Linked DNA regions of Zea mays: all the other regions are linked to region 3. A link is a contact called in public Hi-C data. All regions are on one chromosome and are shown on one strand. The core of a region is the stretch at or near the end of the contact, and the rest is flanking DNA. Distances in the headings are between cores, read along the strand shown.

Region 1 (3,804 bases), core at 1,081-3,580, 150 kb before region 3:
TATGGCATCCTACATTCAACTACCTCAAAATGAATCCTGACTGTACATTCTCCTAGTGTTTTTTTGGGGGAGGGGGGGGCATATCCCAACTTTAGAAACATAGCATAGATACAGCACCTGCTTCTTTGTTAGAGGAAATGTAGCTGCCTTGACAAGAACAGTGAGGAGAATGATTGCAAAGCCATATGAATAAGGAACATGGAGAGCTGATAGACCATCTTTCAGAACCTGGCAATGGGGGAAATGTGTTCAAGTGTGATACAAACTCTATAAACATATAAGAAGGCACAGGCTGAGAATAAGCATATGTCTATATATGCACGTAATGAAAATATGTGTATTATAATAATTATCAGCAAGTTCATAATATAATTTCAGAAGAAAAAAGTTCATAAAAAACTACTAGAGGGGTCACTTATACAGTTATATGATCAGACATGAAGGAAAATGGGGTGCAAATACTGATTCTCTCTTCAGTCTTCACATTCTTTCTCAACAGCAGCTAAAAGTACTATCTAATTAAGATTTGGAAGGATCAAATTTTGTAAGTTTTGATTAACAGTTAATCAAAGTACATGCATTTTTAGTGGACAGAAGTCGCATCAATAGATGAATAGATTAGTATATGTAAGAGAGATAAATGTTCAAAGCGTACATCTAGCAAATGTTTTTTTAATTGGCAATTACAACAGCAAACACATGGCATTTCCATTCTCAAGAGTCAAAAGAAGCATGAGCATATAAATTATTGTGTGCTTCACAGTAATCAGCAACAGATGCAATTAACTGAACACCAATTGTGGCATGCAGTCACTTCTTTTTTTTCAGAAATATAATTGAGCCTTATCCTTCAGTTCCTGCCTAATGTACGCTGGGCAACTTCATCTCAACTAATGTGCATGAGGCATGGATGTCAGTGGAACCCTTTTTTTTAAGTCAAACAAGTTAGTTCTCATAAATCCCTGGAGGCCCTCAAGGACTGCAGCAATTACCAGTAGCAGTATCAACACTGTGTATCTGCAGGAGTGCAGGTCTACATCAGAGTCATTGAAAACATGTTGTCAATCTATCTTCAAAGCTAAATATATAGGTAGGAGTTTGAGCAAGTTTTTTTAGTAGGTTCCAGCTAACACTCGTACTGTCGTGCCATAACATTTAGTAAGGATGGAAGTGGATGCTTGTTAGGATGTTAAATTTTTGGTCTTTTTTTCTTCGATTGCGAATAAATAGGATATAGAATCTGCTATGCAAATCTGTATTCTTATTTTTAGCATTGAACTTAAGCACACCACCATCTAAAACCAATGTTCATGAAAATCAGAACCGAAACCGACACCGAGAACCGAAAAAAACGAAACTTTGGTTCGGTTTCCGGAGAAAATGTGTCCACCCCTAGTTGTGGAAGCAGATCCTCTGACGTACTGCACGGGGCAGTAGGGTCACTGCACGCGGGCCCTGTCGCACGCGGGGCCACGCGGCAGTGCCCCTCTCCCCACGTTTATTTGTGTTTTTCATAATGTGCTTAACAACATAACTAAGATTAGTACCAAATTATATGAACATCTATTTTAAAAACATTAAATCTGTCCTAATAATTTGGATGTCTACTTCCACCCAGGGCATTTAGAGCACCAAAAATGGGGTGGGTGTCACCGCCACCTCACAGTCACGGTTACCCAAAATCCCAAAACAAAAAATGAGAAATAAACAGAACAGAGGAGACGCGTCCGCACACGGCACGGGGAAGCCGCAGCAACTCACGTAACCGTGGCATAAACCTCTGAGCCAATTGCAGCTGAACCGAGGCACGGAACCGCAAGCGAAGCGGCGGCGGCCGAGAACGCACCTTGAGCACGGTCTCCATGGAGTTGGTGATGCCGGAGAGCCAGTCCCCGGCGGCGGCCTCCTTGGTCCCGGTGTCCGCGGCTGCCGCGACGGGCTCCGCGTTAACGGCGGCGTCCGCAACGGTGTAGAGGAACGCCTCAACGCGGCCGAGCAGGTCGCCGGCGTCGGCGGGTCCGAGCGCGGCGACCGGGCGGATGCGGGGCTGGCGGGAGCGGGAGCAGGAGCGGAGGCCGGGCCAAGCGGAGAAACCCCCCGGGGAGGGCAGGGGCAGGGCTAGGGTTTGGGGGCAGCCCGGGAGGTGGAGGTGGAGGTGGGAGGGCGCGGCCATAGGAGTTGGAGGGGGGCGCACGCGGGCGGCGAGGCGGTGTTCAGAGGCGGGGTAGGCCGGCTCGGACACAGGCCACAGCAAGCGAGCGGCGGCGAGTCCAACTGCAAGTGGGGCAGCACACGACACGACACAGCAAAGCGAGCACGGATTTAGTAGCAGGAGCCGCCGCAAGGCAAGCAGCGGAGGGAGCAGAGTTTCGATACGGAAGGCGACCCGATTCACGCGTGCGCGGGCCGGTGGCGGCTGCAGCGCGTCGGGCCCGCGGTTGACGGGTGGGGCTGGTCAACCTAAAGTAGGCCTTTTCTTCTATATGGATAAATGAATTGGAGCGTAAGCCCGTACGACAATTGAGATATTGGGCCGCCCGAGTGGCATTAAAATTCTACATGGCGCCGAGTGGGATTAAAATTCTGTTTCAGAAAGCAAAGTGTATGTTTATAGATAAAATAAAATTAAGGGGGTGTTTGAATACACTATAACTAATAGTTAGTTGGCTAAAAATTGGTGATAAAATTAGCTAACTAACAAATAGCTACCTAACTATTAACTAATTTACCAAAAATAGCTAATAGTTGAACTATTAGCTAGGGCGTTTGGATGTTTCAACTAATTTTAGCCACTAACTATTAGTTTTAGTGCATTCAAACACCCCCCTAAGAAAGTGTTTGGTTTGAGGGCCTAGTTAGACAGAGTGGCTTTGTTCCAGATTGTAAAGGGGTGTTTGGTTCCAAGGGGATGTTTGGTTCCTCTGACTAAAGTTTATCGTGTCATATTAAGGCCCCCTTTGGCAGGGCTCTCTCGGTGGCTCTTTTTCTGGCTCTTCGTGAAGTCATACCAAACGGTCTTAAAAAATGGCTCCTCACCAAGAGCCATCAAAGAGTTAGAGCCGTTTTGCTATTGGGAGACGAAGCACGAGAAAACAAGCTTCTATTGGCTCCTTCTATCCGGCACACAATAATGTTTCACGAAATTACAGTCTCTGCCACCGTCTCCTCGTGAGAAGCTGTTTTGCCAAATGAATTACAAAACGGCTCTGGCTCCTCTAGAGAAACCAAGAAACCAGAGGAGCCAGAGCCGAAGCCGTTAGGAGCCCTGCCAAAGGGGGCCTAAATATTTAAATATCATTATAAGTATTAAATATATATTTAATTAGTTTTAATAAATCGTCTCGTCTTTTAATCTTTATTTGTGTAGTTAATTTTATAATTAAAATATATTTAATACCCGTAATTATCATTTAAATATTCGATGTGATATGGACTAAATATTATTGATGAAACCAAACACCCCTAAGGATAGAAGGTATAATTACTAATTAGAACGGTGTCGCTCTAACTTTTATTTGGTTCGAGAGTGAAAAATAGAACGGAGCAACTCTATTCTACCTTTAGTTCTAGATTAAGAGCCTACTGACAGGAATGAGGAGTGGAGCACATAGATTCAATCATTTTTGTGAAGCCCAAGAATACAACATATTGAAGAAATGTTCTACTTTTGGAGTGGCTCCATTTCATCTAATCTAAAACTGAACCAAACATGTTATACGTTGAAATCAGTTCCAACTCTGCAATCAAACACTACCTAATTTCACTATGCAAGGATGGTTGATGGAGATAAAAAAAATAAGCATA
Region 2 (3,569 bases), core at 613-3,112, 240 kb before region 3:
TATGGGTAAACTGGAAATAAGCAGACTGCCAGTGCAAAAAGAGGCCAAACAAATGAAAGAACTGTCTGCCACAAGGTCCGCCTTTTCAGAAACATCCAAGCATAAAACCCATCATTTTCAGTAAACACTTGTTCCTGCAAGAACAAACCAAATCCACTTGCATAAAGAATAAAGTTCAGGAAGAATAACATTTGTCACACATTCTATAGTGAGTTGTTATGCATAATATCACTTCATCAAAGAGAATATCACAAGATACAGAAGAAGTGAATCTTTATACACACCAGGGCTCATATACAGTTTGAAAACATCCATAGTTTCAACTAAAAAGTGTAAAATAATGCATACTTGGGGCAGAGACAGTGTCGGAGGCTCCCACATAAGTGGGGTTTGGAAAAGGGATAAGCCGAGGCAAGCTTTCCCTCCGCAAATGCAGAAAGGCTGCTTCGAACCTGTGACCTGGTGACTTAGTGAGGCAGTTCTCACCACTGCAACAGGTCTGCCATTTAAAATAATGCATACTTGAACTATATAAAATCTGGGTGTTATTATGGTAACGAATTTTGATTATCATGATCATAGTTATAGGGTAAGATAGTGCAATGTCAATGCAGCATTAAAAGTCTTTAAGAGCAATGAATAATTAGAAACACAGTGGCAGTGCTTTCCTAAACGTTAAACAGTCATTCACATACCATTTAGCCATTATTCAGGCTATATGGTCCATTAAACGAGTTAAACATCCAATTAAATGGGATACACAAACAATTAAATGAAAACGACATTACTCCCCTGTAGCATTTACAGTGTTTAAATTCAGGAGAACATCGCACAGTAATAACAAGTAATCTTAACCAACAAGATCGGAAAATACAACATGTATATTATGTTTTCCGTAGGAAGCATATAATACTTACATTATGTATCTCCAAGTGAGCAGGCCATGATGATAACTTTTTCTTGCCAGGCCTCACAGTTTTCATAACTCGGTCACACCTTATCACAAGGTTCTTGGTCAACAAAGTGTTAACAATGTCTTCCACTTCTAAATCCTTATCTGGCCCCAAAATTTCCCTGACTTCTGGATAATTCTTGATGAAGGCATTGAAATCTTTTCCACGAAAATACTCCACACGGGTTTCTTGCATGATTGCCCATCTTGATTCCAGCTGTTTGTTATCCCTAACCTTCTCAGCGAACAATTGATAAACATCTTTCTTCGGAGTTGAATTCTCCTAAATAATAGAACAGCATCAGAGAATTAGCGACAATGGCGGAAAGCAGCCAGCACCATCCCATGGCAACAATCAAGAATAACCCCTGTACCCCATGACTGATTAGAGAGCCTTCCCAGGCCAAGGAAATGGAAACTTCTAACGACCATTCCGTATCCACACGACCCACCGTACCATGGGTTTTTCCATATCTACGAAAAATCTTGAATGAATGAGAACAAGAAAAAAAATAGCCTACACCTAACTAACCGTGCGAAAACCCTAGTAAAAATCCCGCAAAACCGCATCGCATGGACCCCGGAGGAATTGAAGAGGCGAAATCTAACGACCGCGGCCCCGAATGCATAGCGAAATGTTCGTGGCACCAGCATCTACACCAAATCTAAAACACCCACGGATGAGCCGGCAACGTGTGGAGCCGAGCGGAGGAGGGAGCAAGCTCGCCTGAGGTGCGGCGCGGGAGGAGCGCGAGACGGGGCCGCCGGCCTTCTTCCCCTTGTCCTTGTCCGCCGACTTGGCGGCCGTGGCCTTGGCTCCCTTCCCCGCCATCTCGTCGGGGAGGATCTCACGACAGATTCGACAAAAAAATGTTTGGGGGAAATGTTTGGGGGATTGGGGGACCTCGGTTCGCACACTGGAACTGGAACTGCGCAGTGGGAGCAGCCAGAGGTGGGCCGTGGGCAGGCCCAGCACGCAAGAGGAACTGGAAACGGTGGGCCCTGGCCCACCGACGGTCTTACTGTGCGCGCGTGCGCTTGGAGGAGTGTTTGGTTTGACAGCACGGATTGATGGGTAGTAGGGTGAACTCTAAATTTTACGCTATTAAAATTTAACGATAGAAACGGATTAGAAACATGTTCTATGTTTATTTATTTTTACTAGAATCTGATAAAAACCTTGACTTGTTATGAAGAAATATTTAGCACCCATTACCGATCGGATAAATGGGACAAGATATTTTTACGTTTAATTAGATGGGCTAAAATGGGTAGGACGAGAATCCTTGACAAATCGTGTGCCCTTCGGTGTGGCAGTTATAAATGTTGATCGGAGTGTAATCAGATTAACCGACTCATATAGAAACTGGAATACCCATACACGCTATATTATTAGGGGTGGATATCGAGTCACAGCTCGTTACGGCTCATTATACTAACGAGCTAAACATCTGGCTCGGCTCGTTAGGAAGCTCGATCCAGTTTGTTAAGCTCGCGAGCCACACAACTAAATACAAAGATCTATGTACATAAATATATATAATCAAAAAATATATTTTAAATATTTAACACTACAAACCCAAAACCTTTATAATATTATTATCGCATCATCATACTAGCTTCTAACTTTTGATATTAAATTAAATAACCAAATATGTATTAACTTACAAATTTACAAACCATTATTATAATAAGATAACAACAAGCATCATTATAAAGCAATCCATCATTCATTCCACAAAAATGTAACATTTCATTGCACAACACTAACATCATATGCTGCAAAAAACAAAGTTCACAAAACCATAACCAATAATCAAATATTAAATATGCAATGTAGATATGTAGTCATGCAATACTACAAATATTTAATCACATGGCACATCCACACATGTCTATATCACAAATCATAACTATGAGAAAACAAAACTATAAAAGATGAGACAACACCAACGACTAGATAAACTTGTATTACGGCTTGACTTGTTTGGCTCGCGAGCTAACCCGAGCTGGCTTCATTAGAGAACCGAGCTAGAATGATAGTTTAACTCGCTACAAAATTAAAACGAACCGAGTCCAGCTATCGAGCATTTTATCCAGCCCTACATGTCATCTGCCATCCGATTGGACTTTCTACTCACTAAAAATTTCCTAGTACTCAGATTTGGGATTTTTATAATGAATTGTGCAAAAGAACACTTACAGCTCCACCTCCACCAAACAGCGTCATGTTTCAGGTACAGGATGTTCGAAGCTATTTGTGGGAGCGAGTGGTACGTCGAGTACACAGAGACAGCTAAGGTTCAAGCACAGCTTATTACAATATTAGAAATGGCGCGAATTTTAAGTGAAGCCGTTCGCAAGTACAACTTCATTTGATTCCAGATGCGTTTAATAAATGCTTAACACTCCATGCGAATTTAGCGTCAAGTAGACCGGTCTTCAGAAGATACGAAGCACAAGCTCAAACCATATCTTGAACAGACGCCGCCAGTACTCCTAAATCTGTCAGGCATGGTGTAACATTTAGTATCTCTCGTGGCGCCTGAAATTGGCAACAAATATCTGGGTTAGTCAATAACGTAAGAAAGCAGCTGTATTATGCAAGGCATGTGCT
Region 3 (3,906 bases), core at 1,398-3,897:
AACCTATGCAAGCACGTGCTAAAGGTCAACATGGTCTGCGGAGCACGCAAAGACTTTCAGCCCTCGCTGTCGTTCCAGTCGTTCCAGCATGTCCTGCTTGATCTGTGGCAGAAACCATTGGACGATTCGTTCTCGCTTGACCTCTCGGTAGCGCGGGTCATGCAGATGCAGGAGAAGATCAAACATGTGGCTGAGCTCGCCACCTCCAGTGGTATCGCCCAAGTTGCAGGGAAGTTGCCGATGCAATGGACAAAAAAGAGAGGGAGAAGAGTAGGCGTCAAGCCCACAAGCGCGCTGCTGCTTCCTCGTTCTAAGGGCAGTTTGCAGAAGGACTTGACCCCGAAGAACAGCAGGAAGAGGAAGAGGCTATCTAGATTTAAAGGGTAAAATGCGCCGCCTTTTCTTGTGGCGTCTCTGTAATTAGAGTATTAGACGACTACTTTTTTTGTTTTTGTTTATTTTTTGCCTGCTGTATTCCATTTCCTCAATTACCTCGGGGCTGACTGAGAACTTGCTCAGCGACTTCCACTTCCCTTATGTCTCCTAGTTTTAGGAACAAATACAATAGCTGTGCAGGCTGTAATGCGAAGCGACTGGATGGGTGGATGTTTTGATAGTTGCATTGAATACCTACATCATACATCATACTTGATGAGAAGTCCTAATATGGCTAAGCAACAGACCCGTATAAGTTAGGGCAATTTTTATGGCAGGTACATAGCGTAAATAACATAGATAGTTCGTAGAAATAACGTAAATAGTTCATAGAGATAGCATAAAACCCTGGCCAACCATTGAACCATGTCCCACGAGCAGACGCATGCATGAGGCTCCTATTTTTATGGTAGATCCAAAAATCATGATAGATCGTGTGAGTTTTCATTGCATGTGTAATAATTTTGGTAGGCATTTTCGTTTCCAACTCCATGCGGCTGATTTGATTTGAATGCTTTATTTCCTATATAAATATAGCATCTCTCCAACAGTCATGCAACTAGCAACATTAGAATCAGTTTATGATATATATTAATATTAATTATGTTACACAATGTATGTATTTATGCAATGTGGCACGCTACGTAAAAATCTATTTTGTGCTGAATATGCAAAAAAATATGATACCAAGAATGTGCGTTGAAAGAAAATATATTGGCATGTATGAAAACAAAAAATCTGATTTAAATGCTTTAATTTCTCCATAAATATAAGATCTCTCCAACAACCAATCAGCTAGGCTCGTTAGCACTAGTTTATGATATATATTGATACAAATTATACTACATTGTGTAGCTATTTATGCAATGCAGTACATTGCGTAAAAATCTGACATGAAGTGTACTGGTGGATAAAAACCTTCAGTTTTGAGCGTAAAAACCTGAAGTTATGAGCGTAAAATACTGATCCAATCTGAAAGTTCTTGCAAACCTCTTAATGTTGCTATAAATATGTATATAAAGTGACATAAAAATATGTATGTGATTGTATGTCGTCCCTCCTCCACGAACATGCATTCAGGCGTGTACCCCACCAGACACATCCATGATTCTATTTATTTGGCAGATCTTACCAATATGTCAACCATTAGGCACATGCATGCAGTTCATATTTTTATATATGCAGATCCGAAAACTATGGTAGGTCGTGGGAGTTTCTATTGCATGCGCACAAATTTTGAGGGTCATTTTCGTTTCTATGGCATACACACAAAAGTTGGATGACTGATATCGCGTAAAACATAAATTGTTACAGAAGGTCGCATAAGTACCTACACGGTATATCATATTTAATAAAAAAACTTAGTATGGACTCAACCAACAGCTGCATGCATAAACAAATGATTGGAGTAGGTCGTCACCGTAGGACGCCGTCGAAGCCACTGGATCAGAGGAGTTGTTCATCGAATGACGCCAGAGCCACCCATGCCTCACGTGTCGCCATCGTCGGAGATGACCACGCCTCGCTGAACCACCGGAGCAACCCACGTCTTCCGTGGCCACCATCGTTACTGCCGAAACCTATCGCGTCTCGCGCCACCGTCGTCGCGCACAGGGCCTAGGGTGCGCCGTCGCCGCTCGTCCACTTCAAGAGCGTCGTCGCCACTTGCCCGCCCGTCTCGGGAGCATCGTCGTCGCTCGATCCTAGGGAGTGTCGCCACCGGTGGCCTGGCTCGGGACGCCACCGCCGCTGGCCTCTAGGATCGCCACCGCCGCTAAAACTTAATCCATAGCGGTCTGGATGTGTTTTTATAGCCGCCCGAACCTGGTGCGGCTGAACCGGATGACATCGTTGGGCTAGAGCTTTCTATTATATATATTGCTTGTGTATGTCTAGAAGTGATGTTTAAATTGATCGCAATGTTGTTTTATTTTTTATATTCCATGCGGCAATGTTTTCACTTTTTACGTTTAATTCTAATTTGATTCGTTTTATCATCTAACTAGTCCCATTTTTTATGGTTTCATTTTTAATCCCGTTTCTGAAATAAAATATGAAAAAAACGGGAGGTAGGCTATCCCGAACCCGTTCGTTTTCTTCCCCTGTATTAGGCGAACATGTATACTTTCGTTTTTAAGGAACGGCCCAAGAAAACCGGCCCAGGAGAGGCCCCGTGGTCACGCATCAGGCCTGCTGCTTGTCTCGTTCACTCCTGCGTGATCTCTCTCCCTTCCGGCGACGCCTGGGCCACCGCCGCGGCCGCCCTACGCCAGGTGCCCAGGTTCTCGTCCGGCTCTTCGCCGGCGATGAGCACCCACCAGGTATGCCGACCCCTGCCTGCTGCGCGAAACGGAACGCCCGAACCCTAACTTAAGCTATCTGGCTATTCGTATTCGGATCTGATCGTAACTGCAAGTGTAGCGTATCCCCATTGTAGTATTACGCCTGCTATAACTTCAGTATCTGGCAAAAACTATCTTCGTTTCGGCGTGTGCTAGACACATCGACATCTCAAAACGTTAACGAGCGACTCTTTTTCGCAGGCCAATACGCTGCGGTTGTACCTCACCTGCATCCGGAACACTCTGGAGGCGGCGATGTGCCTCCAGGTATTCTCTTCTGCTTCTGCTCGAGGCTCCTCCTCCTGCTGCTGTTCCCAGTTCACCACGAGCGTAACGTGGATGGTTTGTCCTTTTGTTCTGGTACCAGAATTTCCCTTGCCAAGAAGTCGAGAGGCACAACAAACCGGAGGTGGAGCTCAAGTAAGTCATGCTGCAAGCAGGCAACAATGGTTGTTCAGTGCTCTTCTTCCTTGGCACATGTGCTTAACCTTCATAATTCATATCCCATTCCATGTTGACTCCTATAAATAATAACACAATTCTTGTTTGCTCGTGAATTTCCTAAAGGCTCATGCGGATATATCGTTTTGCCCTTACTAATCCATCTTCATTTTTAATCTTATTCACAGGACAAGCCCTGAACTTCTGCTGAATCCGGTGAGGGAGACTTCTTTGACAGTATCTTAAATTCATTTTACAACCCTTCATTATCGACCTTTATTTTCTTTTTGGAGACAGTGTGAGTGTGTTCTAATATGTACGAGGTAACTAAACCCAACATGGCAAAACATGGACTACTAATGATTGCAGTGCCGTCGTTTTTAGTTGGAACAAGTGCACTATTATGATACCAAGCTAAGAATCACGGACAGCTCTGTTTCATCGTTTAACATTCCTAAGTAAATTTAAGCTTGATTACTCAAGGCTGGATCTTCTTTTGACCTGCGATGGAATTTTCAGTGATTTATGTTTTGTGGAAAAAAATGGTTGCCGATATTTGTTAGAACATTTTTTTTACCAAGATACCACTTAAGATAAGTTGGTTGTTGTTGCCAAACCAATTAAGTATATGTTTGCTTGTAGATGTAACTTACATTATCCCTTATGCTTATTTGGAAGAGATTTATAA

The links. Hi-C and Micro-C count contacts between places; a contact is called where the count stands out from the background.
Region 1: a contact with region 3 is called in a Hi-C map of leaf, with 4 times the contacts expected there. The contact joins the promoter of LOC103625721 here to the promoter of LOC100286207 in region 3. A contact is called at or near these places in 5 of 25 Hi-C or Micro-C datasets (ear, leaf and tassel).
Region 2: a Hi-C map of tassel shows a contact between it and region 3, with 1.9 times the contacts expected there. The contact joins the promoter of LOC103625723 here to the promoter of LOC100286207 in region 3. A contact is called at or near these places in 2 of 25 Hi-C or Micro-C datasets (leaf and tassel).

What each region holds. Positions count from the first base shown.
Region 1 is chr5:1,540,301-1,544,104 of Zm-B73-REFERENCE-NAM-5.0, reverse strand. It overlaps LOC103625721 (inner membrane protein PPF-1, chloroplastic), which reads right to left and starts at 2,330. Exons shown (of 12, transcript XM_008646114.4): 1 at 1,847-2,330; 2 at 118-228. The coding sequence starts at 2,173.
Region 2 is chr5:1,629,269-1,632,837 of Zm-B73-REFERENCE-NAM-5.0, reverse strand. It overlaps LOC103625723 (translocation protein-related), which reads right to left and starts at 1,862. Exons shown (of 5, transcript NM_001157710.1): 1 at 1,680-1,862; 2 at 918-1,235; 3 at 1-134. The coding sequence starts at 1,784. LOC100191822 reads right to left here. Exons shown (of 13, transcript NM_001367158.1): 13 at 3,105-3,497. The coding sequence ends at 3,479.
Region 3 is chr5:1,393,806-1,397,711 of Zm-B73-REFERENCE-NAM-5.0, reverse strand. LOC100286207 reads left to right here and starts at 2,647. Exons shown (of 8, transcript NM_001159095.2): 1 at 2,647-2,756; 2 at 2,979-3,044; 3 at 3,145-3,197; 4 at 3,407-3,434. The coding sequence starts at 2,742. LOC100383900 reads left to right here. Exons shown (of 6, transcript NM_001362222.1): 6 at 1-615. The coding sequence ends at 387.